2 separate regions of the Gossypium arboreum genome follow, and region 1 is linked to region 2. A link is a contact called in public Hi-C data. All regions are on one chromosome and are shown on one strand. The core of a region is the stretch at or near the end of the contact, and the rest is flanking DNA. Distances in the headings are between cores, read along the strand shown.

Region 1 (6,309 bases), core at 3,484-5,983, 360 kb after region 2:
GGTGAATGGAAAGTGTATTTAATTTTGAAAGTGGATTTTTGAAATGAAAGTGAAATTGTGATTTAAGTGGAATTTATGTGAATATTGATTGAAATAGAGAAAGTGAATTAAATACCCTATTAACTAGTCGGGCTAAGTCGGATATAGTTAGCATGCCATAGGATTTGAAGTGTTTAGGGATACTTCAACCTTGAGTCGATGAGACACTGGGTGTCACTATTTTACTTCGGATAGATTCGATGAGGTACTGGGTACCACTTTACTTTGGCTAGGACAATGAGACACTGGGTGTCAACTTTATTTCGAACTATCAGATGAGGCACTGGGTGCCATTCTGGTGTGTTTGGTTGGATCCGTATATCTGCCAAAGTTCAGGTTTGTTAATAGGGTGAAAACCTAAAATGAGAAATTTAAATAAATTAGATTGAACGTATTATTTAAAATAATGAAAGAAATGAGAAAGTTAAATTGTGGATTGAAATTGAGATTGAAAATGGAAGGCATGAACTAAATGTTGATGTAGTGAAGAAAATTGAAGTCTATGATATTTGATTGAAACTGATAAATAGTTGAAATTGTGTTACTATTATTAACGAATGAAGTTTAAGAATGAGTTAATATTTGAGAAAATTCATTTGTTACATGTTTAATATTTATATTTCATTATTGTTATTATAGTTTGAATTATTGTTATTATAGTTTGAATTATAGTAATACCACTGAGTATGTCTATACTCAAGATACTGATTATTTTCTCGTATGCAGTCAAGAGGAGTCAAAATCGGTCCAAGATCCAACCAATCCCGATCTCAGCAACCTTGGTGATGTATATTTTATTTTGGTATATGTGGCATGTACCTAGTTTGTATTTTGAATTAATGTGGTTTTGGATTGTAAGGATAATATGTAATGATTTAAATTGGTAAATGAACGATTAAATATTTGAAATGGTATAAATATGACATTATGTTTGAATTGATAATTGAATAGAACTTTTAATTTAATTTGAATAATGGTATGAATGATCATATAGTAAATTCTAGTATTAATCTTGGTATGTTTTAGATGTTTACATATATGAATTGAATTGGTTATATCATTGGTATTAGATTGGTTTCGGTTTGAAATTGCAAGGAGGTTAAATGTATATAAAGGAGGTTATATTGAGTTAAAAAAATTTAAAATTTACGGAAATTCTCCGAGCACCTGGATAAGTCCCGATCCACTTCTAATACGTGTTTTGGGCCTCGAGGGTCCATTATAGGGACTTAAGGATTAAATTTATACTTTGTATGTTAATTATTTGTGAGTTATTCGTAATTTGTTCGATATGTCTGGTAATGCTCTGTAACCCTATTCTAGTGACAGTATAAGGTTAGGAGGTGTTATAGTTACTAATTTGATTAGGGTCCTGAATGTGTTACAGACACACCACAACTCATATGAGCTTCCCAATTTGCAGCATGTATGAACTTCGAATTTGCAGCTCGTATGAGCTTACCGATTCACAGCTCGTGAGAGCATACCAATTCATAGCTCGCATGAGCATACATGTACATAAATTGACGGCTTACAGTTCAGTACACCTTGTGTGTATTACCTGTGTATCCAACGATATTTTAAAATGTTTAACGGGCGATGTTCTGTTATGAGACAATATGAGTTTATACGAACTATTACAGGTATATACATGAAATACATAGAAATGATATTGCATGATATATTGAAACATGAAATGGATGATACATGTATATGAAACTTGCTTAGTGGTTATGTTCATCCATGTTTATTGGCTATTATATGTGTTTTACATGGCTAACATGTTGAGGATATGTGTTTAGGCTTTTGGCCAAATTGATTTGGATATGTTTTGTATGCTTACCTTAAATGTGATTAAATGGTAAGTTAATTTTCTTGTTATATGAACTTACTAACCTTAAATGCTTATTTTTTGTTATTTTCTGTGTTTTATAGTAATTCGGAAGCTCGTTCGGGTTGGAAGCTTGTCGGAGCTATTTCACACTATCCATCGGCTCTTTTGGTACTTTCAGTAAATTAATTCCGGTTATAATGGCATGTATAGGTTAATTTGGCTAATGTTGGCATATAAGTGTTTTGTTGAGATTAACCACTTAAATGACTTATGTTTGGTATATTTTGATGTATATATATGTGGTCTTATCATATTGATGTTTGTTAGAATGGTATATTTGGTACCATTTGGGATTATGCATATATGTATTTGGTTATTTAGGTAAGTTTGGATACTTGGTTGACATGTTTTTAAGTCATCATTTGAGGTGCCTAAGGGCATATTGGTTGTATGTGGTGATATTTCATGTTTAAGGCTTGATTTTGCCTTGTTTTGAATGCCTTATTATGGCTTGTTGATGTGCAAAAATGTTGAGTTAGGTTGGTGTCAAATTGGGTGAGAAATGTGGCTTGGAAATTGACCTATTTTAATCCACATGGGCAGAGACACAAGAGTATGTGACACACGACCAAATGACACGACCGTGTGTCCCTTGTATCTTCTTAAGAATGCAAGTCAGTATACTTATATAGCTTAGCACATGGGCGTGTGACTTGGCCATATGACCCAAGTCAGAGAGTTACACGGGCATGGACACGGGCTGAGGCACGGCCGTGCGTCCCTATTTCGAATGCCCACACGGCCTGAGACACGGGCATGACTCCTGACCATGTGAGTCACATGGCCTGGCCACACAATCGTGTGACCTCTACAACTTTGAAAAATTTCAATGTTTTTTGAAAAATTTTTTAAGTATCCGATTTAGTCCCAACTTATTTCTAACGCGTATTTTGGGCCCCAAGGGCTCGTATAAAAGACAATATGTTTAATTTTGATTGGTTTCTGACATGAACGTATATGATATGAAATGTTTGCTTATTTGATCTGTAAACTCCGGTAATGCTTCGTAACCCTGTTCCGGCAATGGATATGAGTTAGGAGTGTTATAGTTACATTTTCCTTCTCTTGTTTTCTGTTTCTTCAATGATTATCTTTTGACAAAACTTAAAAAAAAAAAAAACACTCTAAACTCCATCAATGGAACTTAAGTCATGATAATGACAAAGAATAATCCATTCATATTAAAAAAAAAACATAAAAACCGTAGTCAAAGAAACCCACAACTATAATTCAAATTTTAGTTAAAAAATGGGTTTATAATGGAAAAAAAAAAGATAAAAGAGCTTGAAGAGAGGAATAGTTGTTAATGCATCCCATTTTAAACCCATTTTTGTATCTGAATTTTGAATCTTGGATGTGGAATTGTTGCCAAAAATCAAAATTTGTATGTTCTTCATTTTTCTTTTATATTTCCGTTTTATACCTAATAGTGTATCTGAATTTAGAATTTTGAATGTGGATTTTTTCTTTAATTACGGGTTGTTATATTTTCTTTTTTTGAAAATGTTAAAGGGTTATTTTTTTTGCCATTATAGTGACTTAAGTTCCATTAATGGAGTTCAAAGAAATGTTTTAAAACTTTGTCTATAATGGGAGAAAAAATGGTAGCCATTGAAGAATGTGAGAAAATAGAAGGGAGAAGAAGAGAAGGAAAATAAAGAAATAAAAAGGGAAAAAAAATTTGCTCAGAAAGAAAAAGTATAGGGACTAATTGTATAATTTAATTTAAAATTTCATCTGAAATGATTACATTAACATGCCATATTAGCTTATTTTACACCTTTATCGACTAAGTGATCATAATATAACAGATTAATAACGTTAGTGGTTATATAATAATTTTAAAAGTTTATTGATCGTAACATATTTTTTAGAAAATATAATGACTAAACTTGTAGTTTACCCTTAAATATATAAATTATTATAAATTTAGACCTCAACTTTTACAGTTTTTTATCAATTTGGTTTTTAACTTTTAGCTAACTTTGGTTATTAACATTTAAAAAAGAGTAAAATCAATTTTTTAAACAGAAATGTTGACCAAAACATTAACTTTTCATTGATGTTAATGTAACAACCCGTGAGAGTCTGTGTGTACTTCATGCTAACATTACACTATTTATCTTACGTCAACAAATAATTTAAAAATTTAAAAATAAAAAAATTATAAAAAGTTAAAAAATTAGTATGACGTATTACGTGGGTTGTCATATTTAAAAATTTAACGATTTATTAAATATTTTTGTTAAAAATAGTAATTCAACTCTTTTGAAAGGTTGATTATAAAATTGATTCTTTTAAATAGATTAGAGGCAAATTTAGCTAAAAAGAATTATGGTCAAATAGATAAAATATATAAATATTAAGGATTAAATTTATCATTGTTATTATATAAAAACTAAATTATGAATAGGTTAAAATATCCCATAAGTCCTTATACTCTTCAAAATTTGGAATTTAGTCCATATACTTCTCCTTTTAGGAATTTAGTCTCTCTACTTTTTATATTTTAAAATTTAGGTCCAACTATTAACCGTGTTAAAATTATTTTGTTAAATTTATGTTAATTACAACACCATTTTTTAGTTATATAACTACCAAGTGAATATTTTATTTTAAAATGTCACACCAATAAATTTAATAAAATTAACAATATTAACATTTGAAACTGAATTTTGAAATCTGAAAAGTAGGACTAAATTCCTAGAAATAAAGCTAAAAGGACTAAATTCTTAATTTAAAAAGAGTACAGGGACTTGTGACATATTTTAACCATCTAATTATTACTTAATGTAACGAAGGATCAAATTAGAAAAATCTTGAAATCTCCATAGGAAAAAAGAAAAGTTTTGAAATCTGAAGGTATTTAATTTTAATTAGTAAAACCTTGTTCTAACTCCGCCTTCCCTCTCTGGTTCAAGGTCCGGTTAGGCCAAAAAACAAAAACTGAACCCCCTTTCAACCAGAACCAAACACTCTTTAATCGGCGGCGGGGGTTTAGAAATCAAATCCAAAACCCTAAAAATCTTAAACAAACCCAAATCCAGAATTTTTCCTCAGATTTTCATGTCCCCTCGTTAATCGGACCCGAAGATCGATAAACTAACACCCTAAACCAAAATGGGTCGACCCGAGCCCTGCGTTCTGTTTTCTCAGACTTTTGTTCACACTCACTTGGACGAATACGTCGACGAGGTATCTTGTTTTCTTGGTGTGGATTCTTTCTTCCCTTTTTGGCATTTTATGAAATGGGTTGGCAAGGAATAATTAAATGATATTTTTTTGTGGTAATCCAGGATTTTATTGGAATGTTTCGTTGGTTCTTGGTTTATTGATTGAATGTAGTATTGCATTTTCTTTTATAAGAATTTAATTTATGGGTTTCGGTTGTGTTTTGATTTTGATTTCTTGTTTTTCTCAGGTATTGTTTGCTGAACCAGTTGTTATAACTGCGTGTGAGTTCCTTGAACAGAATGCGTCCTCAGCTTCTCAAGCTGTATCGCTTGTTGGGTATGTTAAGCTAGTAAGCTTCCTACAGTTTGTAGGGTTATTTTTCTCATGGGAACTGTTCATGTACATGATAATGTTGGTGTTATAATTTTGTTTTCTTCGCATGATTTTATTGAATTATGGTCATTAGAAGCTAGGGAAGTATGTATACAATTGACATATCCCTCTCCTGAAATATATTATATGTTGTTTTGTTGGTATGATGTAGTTCAGTAGTGGAAGTTTTAATTTGGCACTTATATTGTGTTTCGTTGGAGGGAAAGAACAGCAAAAGAATAGGAATGGTAAGCAGGGGTTAATTGGTGGGAATTGTTCCTCCTTTAGGCGAGTCAAAATAAATTTAAGGAAAATGATTGTTGATTGATGAATTGATTTGAATTGTTTTAATATGTTGAGATGAGACTTCTCCTCTTTCTTTTCTTCCATTTATTGATTGCCAATTCTTTATTTTTCTGCCTTATCCAATTTCTCTCAAGAGTGGCAATGTTTTTCTCTCCCTTTCTTCGTCTAGAAATATTTCTTTCTTCTTGCCTTCCTATCAAATCGGCTTTGAAAAGTCGAACCCAATTCTGCCAAAACCCCCGATAAGCAAAAGCAAGAATGAAACTGGCATACCTTTCATCTACCTCTCTTGCTTCTCTTATGAAATTGATAGTTAAGATCATCTACCTTTTTCATACCTAAAAGCAGCCTCTCTCTTATATACGTTAGGACCAAACTCAACTGATTCACCTCAAGCAACAACAGCTTCTTAAACAGGCGAGGAAGTCGAAGCCTTTTGCACCTGCTTTATCATGGCCTAGATTGAGTGCTTTCAAACCCTTGCATCTTACCATGATTTTTTCATCCAGCTGAGCGAGGAATGT
Region 2 (5,887 bases), core at 2,957-5,456:
ACAATAAAGGCTGTAGAAGGCCTGGATTATGGAATTATCAGCCTTGCACTGTTGACATATCACACATTCACGCACCCACTATCCAACATCCCTGGAAAGTCCCTTTTAATAGAAAAGTCCAACCATCCTGCGTCTAGTGGTCTCTACCCATGAGTGGCCACCAATAGCTCTACCATGAAAATACTAAAACAAGTCTCTTCTTAGAGTGTCACTGTCTCCCACAACAGTCTTCCATTTTCTTCTTGAACCTCTATCATCCCAAGAGTATTTAGGATGCAAATGGAGCTGTTGTTGAACTTTGGCACACAACTACAGCATTTTAAGATCACTTACACATGAGTCCAGTACCCTTGTCCAAATATGAGACCTATTGAAGCTGCCAAGGCATTGAAGGAACTAACCCTCTTCCTCTTGTGGCCTCCTGGATAAGGCATCTGCAACCAAGTTATGAGTGCCTTTTCTATAAGCCACAACATAATCATACCCGAGCATTTTTGAAACCCATTTCTACTGATAACAAGTAATGGTTTGCTTGTCAGATAGGAACCTTGGGTTTTGATGGTCAGTTCTAATTTGGAATCTTTTACCAACCAAATAGGAGTGCCATCTCTTTACTGCCAAAAAGACAGCAAGCATCTCCTTGTCATAAATGGAAAGTGCTTGGTGCTTTACTTTTAAAGCCTTGCTAAAGAAGGCAATTAGCTTCCCATGTTGTCACAGCCCAGCTCTAATGCCATGACCACTGGCATCAGTGTCTAGGCTAAATTCTGAATTGAAACCAGGCATTGTAAGAACAAAGTGTTGTGCACATGGCTTTATTGAGTTGTAAGAAAGCATCATTGGTTGTGTTGGTCCATTCCCACTTGACTTCCTTCTTCAATAGTGTAGTCAATGGCTTAGCCATTGCCCTATAGTGTTAAATGAACTATATAGCCAAACAAACCCAAAAAACCTCTCAATTCATTCACTGAAGTTGGTGTTGGCCAGTTCAACACAATATCGACCTTAGTAACATCCATAGAGACTGAGCCTTTGGAAATGATGTGACCCAGGTATTCTATCTTAGTGGTACCAAAAGTACATTTGCTCTTTTTCGCAAATAACCGATGCTCTCGAAGTAATTGAAGGACCTCCCTTAAATGGACCAAATAAGCATACGAGTCCACTAAATACACTAGGATGTCATTAAAAAAAAAAAGCACTGATTTTCTAATAAGTGTTTTGAAGACTACATTCATCAAAGACTGAAAACTCGAGGGTGCATTGATGAGGCCAAAGGGCATGACTTAAAACTCGTAATGGCCCTTATGTGTCCTAAATGCAATTTTGTGTATGTCCTGCTGCATTTTGATATGAAGATAGCCAGATCTCAGGTCCAGCTTCGAGAAGAATGTTGCTTGACTAAGCTCATCGAGTAGCTCTTCAATAACAAGGATAGGGAACTTATCCTTTATCCTTGATTATAAGTTGATTTAATTGCATGTAGTTTACACATAAACGCCAGCTCCCACCCTTATTTTTCACTATGACAATTGGTGAGGCAAAGGAACTGCAGTTGTTTCTAATTATTCTAGCCTAAAGCGTCTCTTGAATCATTCTTTCCATTTCATTCATTTGGAGTATGGAGTACTAGTAGGGCCTAACCTATAACTTTACTTGCAAGAAAAGATGGTCTATAAACAAGTTGTAGTCTTTACAGCCATTATTTATTGTTCTGATTATTTTCTAACTTAATAGAAAAACTAGAGGTTTTCTATAACCCTAAGTTTTCTAGAGTTCCACCTTTCCAATTTGTTTGTTCAGCCCTAATTCTCTTATTTGCTGCTGTTCTCTTCCCTAATCCATATCACACATGATGAGCTTCCATTTCCTACAGCTTCTTTGAGGATGTTTTCAATCAAACCATTTTATTCTATGTCATGTAGGATTCTTTTTTTAAACTAGGTTTCTTCATACATGGCAGGAATCTCTTTCCAGGTTTTAGCTATTCAAACTGAGGTTCTTGCATTTTCCACTTGGGTTCATGTCTCCATGCATACATATGGTTGGTAATATAATATATTCAATTAGCTGCAGCTGAAATATTCTTGCAAGCCTAATCAGCAGCCTTAAAATGTCGTAATAACAAAAGTAAGAAAAATAAAATTAATATATAACGATTAATAAAAAAAAGAAAGAAATGTATATTATTTATGCACATTGCTCCACAGAAAAATAAAAAGTTAAATCTATATAGGCATGCATGTCCTTATGAAATTAGAGAGCAGAATTAACAGCATTTTATCATGCTTATCGAACTTAATAATTTCAACCATAAACAAATATGAAGGTGTGGCATACTTCTCTGAAGCACCATCTTGATTATCATGCACAAGTAAGTAATGCTTCAAAATCTTTGGGTCCATTGCACCATCATTGAGAAGGGAGGGCAATTTGTTGGTGTTAAAGAGGTCTAAAAATCTATTTATGGGTTCCTCATCCCTTGAAGAAACAACCAAAAGGCCTACAAATCATTTTTGGAGAAGAAACAATCAACAAGAGAATACAATACGGTGTCTAGAATGAATAGTTTAAAGAAATCCATAAAGTGGAAAGGACATGATTAGCAGAGCTTAAATGCAACAAGGGGAAAAGGATGGTATTGAATAAACTTCCAAAGCTTACATGCCACAGGATGATCAAAAGCTTCATGATCAGAAAAAGACAAGGTACGTACAAGCTCTTTATTGAAAAACTGAAACCATGTCGGTAAAATTTCAGACTCATGCCCTGCATAAAACATTCACCATATATAAATCAAAGCAACTAGTTAAGTTTTATTAATAACTACAAAAAATAAGGTCATGCTACAAAATCAGACAATCTCAATAGAATATTAAAAATGAAAATCTAGCCACAGGAAACAAAATGCTAATAAAAATGACAACAATAAACCATGCAAAATGATACCCGTTAAAAGATTTCAAACTTGAAAGTAACTTACTTGAGAGAAGATCATTCACTTGAGGTAGATCTGAAGATATTTCAGGGAAATCGTCCTCTCCCGCCTTAGTAATAACTTGCTTTAGTCTCTCCTTTGCTACCTAGTCAATTGACATATATTTCAGAAGCAAACCTCCAGAAAATGAAGCTAAAAATTCTCACATGATTGAAATTGCAGACCCACTATGAAGTGTAAAACATACAACTTTTAGACTTATCAGGGTACAATAAATCTCCCTCGATCCAATCAGTTAAAATTTCCAGATTCTTACACTAATATACTCTATAAAAGCTCAAAAATCAATGTCAGATATATTCCAACTGAAATAGCTCGGTCTTCTAATTCGACTAATAGCTTACCGGTGCTGGCGATTACGTTCCTATTACCAAATTCTCGTTATCACGTAAATCCAAATCATAGAAATTTGAATTCAGTGATCTTCACCTACGTATATATTATTAAGCTACAAAACCAGGAATCTCAAGAGAAATTACCTCGAGATTGGGTTGCCAAATATCCGAGGCGTAAAACAACCTAAATTTGAACTTGTGCAACCTGTAGGGTTGATCAATCGCCGTCCGAACAGGCACTGTCACCATAATTCAGATAAGTAAAAAAGAAAAGTAAGTCACCTCAAAGTCAACGTACAAATACACAAACACGTACAACTGTGGACATAAAAATAGAGAAAGTTTCGGATTACTCACCATCGATGTTGGTGAAGTCGCAGAAAGGGGAGAGCATTTGGACAAAGGAGAGGCCGTTCTTAAGGCAAGATTCTTCTACGAGTGGAGTGCAAAGCACCATAACCACCGGAGTGATCTCCTCCAACAGCATCTTTCCAAGCGGAGTATTCGCCGGATCCACCATGACTCACCCTCTCCTCCGATTGGTCGGATGCCCTAATACAGGCCTAGAGCGGCTTCTCTGAAGCTCGGGGTTGATTGAACCGGAGATATGACAAGTGAACCGCTCTTTGAAGAGGTAAAGAAATAAGGCAGAGTAGCTGCCTCTAGAGCGGTTTCTTCGATCGGATCTTTCTGTTGGATGTGAGTAGGAGAGAATCAAGGTTTGGGTGGCCGGTGGTGAGGTGACGTCGAAGGAAGAAGTTGTGGGCTTTCTTGGTCATGACAATGACCATGGGCCGGAAAACCACCGGCTCAAATATCAATAAGCATTCGATGGGCTGAAGGGGTTGACTTCTTCTTTCTTTTTATGGACTATATCCATGGGCTGCAAAATCACCTACTCAAATATTTAAAAATAGAGTAAACTATAAAATTGTTACTTAATTATGCATTTTTTCTATTTTAATTATTTAATTATTTTTTATTTAATTATTCAATTTTTAAAATTAAATATTTTAGTTCTTCGATATGATGTGATCTTTTTATTAGTTTAATAATAAAATAGTCCTTTTAATGTTTATACATTTTATTAATTTGATTATGAATATAAAAATTCAGTAAAATTAGTTTTCAATGTTTACAAAATTTTTCATTTTAATTCAAGTTCTAAAAAATTAATAAACTTAGTCCTCAATATTTATAAAATATTTTAATTTTAAAATTTAAAAAATACATCGTAATTATATTTGCAATTCTCATCACATGCTGACCATAAATATAAATGTCAAAAGCAGTATAGGACACAAAATATAACAGACCATTCTAGCATCTCCACTCTCCTCCTGTATCTCTTTGACATCATTTCTTTCTCTTCGATAAGTGTAAAGTATCGACTAGAAATATCACAATGCACTAAAACTATAATTTTACTTTTTGATTGTATTCTACCTTTTCCGCTGCCCTGTGATCAACATGGAGATTGAATTCTTGCAATAGAAAGCTATAAAAGACAACAAACAGGTAGTGAGTACTGCTACTTTGCTTTTATAGTAAGATTAGTAGTAGGATAATGACTAGGTGAATTTGATAGAACCTTGTCAAATAAATCAACAACGGCCGCTGCTGAAGTATCCTATCTGTTGCGAGATAGAATTCTTGAGGCATTGCCACTTGTTTTTTTGCATTATAGAAGATTCTGAATTCTCCTTTGCTCTCAAATATCTACAGAAGCAATTAACTTTTCCAATTATCAAGTAAACATGGTTGTGAAATACCAAAGCATAATTTAAATGATAGAGTATATTTTTGTTCAACAGCCTTGCCTTAAATTTAAATTTTAAAATTTTATAATTAGAACTAAATTAACAAATTTTATAAATGTTGAGGGAAATTTTTTTAATTCAAATAAAATAATAAATTTTATAAATTTTGAGAGCTGATTTTTTCAAATTTTTTATATTTAGGATCAAATTGTTATAATGTGTAGATATTAAAAGACTAATTTTATTATTATATCAATAAAAAAACTCAATTAGCTTAGAGTAGCTGGAATATTTAATTTCAAAAATTAAGTGACTATATCAAAAGTTAACACTTACATAACAAAAAAAAGAACAAATAGCGTAATTAGGTAATATTTTTGTGATTTGCCCTTAAATATTGGATTGGATAAACAAGTTTTAATTCTATATTTGAAAATGAATATAATGAAATTAATGTGGTTAAAATATAGTCCAATTCATGTACTCTTTATATATTTAGAATTTAGTTCTTCTATTTTTAATTTCAAATATTTAGTTGTTAAATTTCATAATTTAAGCCTAGTTGTTAATATCATTAAAATTCTTTCATTAAATCTATTAATGCGACATCTTAAATAAAATAAAATAAAACAAATACTCACTTAATAGTCACGTAACAATTTGTAATGATTAGGATCTTGTTTTAATCCTTACCTTTCAATTTTAAAAAATCAGAATTTTTTAATTGTGTAACAATTTTAGCTTGTATTTTTTTTTTTAATCTAACAGAGGAACTAAAATATTTGACATAAAAG

What was found. A called contact is a pair of places that touch in the nucleus more often than the background predicts.
Region 1: a contact with region 2 is called in a Hi-C map of leaf, with 3 times the contacts expected there. The contact joins the promoter of LOC108464909 here to the promoter of LOC108460192 in region 2. A contact is called at or near these places in 2 of 5 Hi-C or Micro-C datasets (both in leaf).

What each region holds. Positions count from the first base shown.
Region 1 is chr4:41,555,325-41,561,633 of ASM2569848v2, forward strand. It overlaps LOC108464909 (protein virilizer homolog), which reads left to right and starts at 4,734. Exons shown (of 28, transcript XM_053027178.1): 1 at 4,734-5,128; 2 at 5,355-5,443. The coding sequence starts at 5,054.
Region 2 is chr4:41,199,708-41,205,594 of ASM2569848v2, forward strand. It overlaps LOC108460192, which reads right to left and starts at 4,207. Exons shown (of 28, transcript XM_017759586.2): 1 at 3,691-4,207; 2 at 3,478-3,572; 3 at 2,984-3,083; 4 at 2,665-2,769; 5 at 2,341-2,503. The coding sequence starts at 3,853.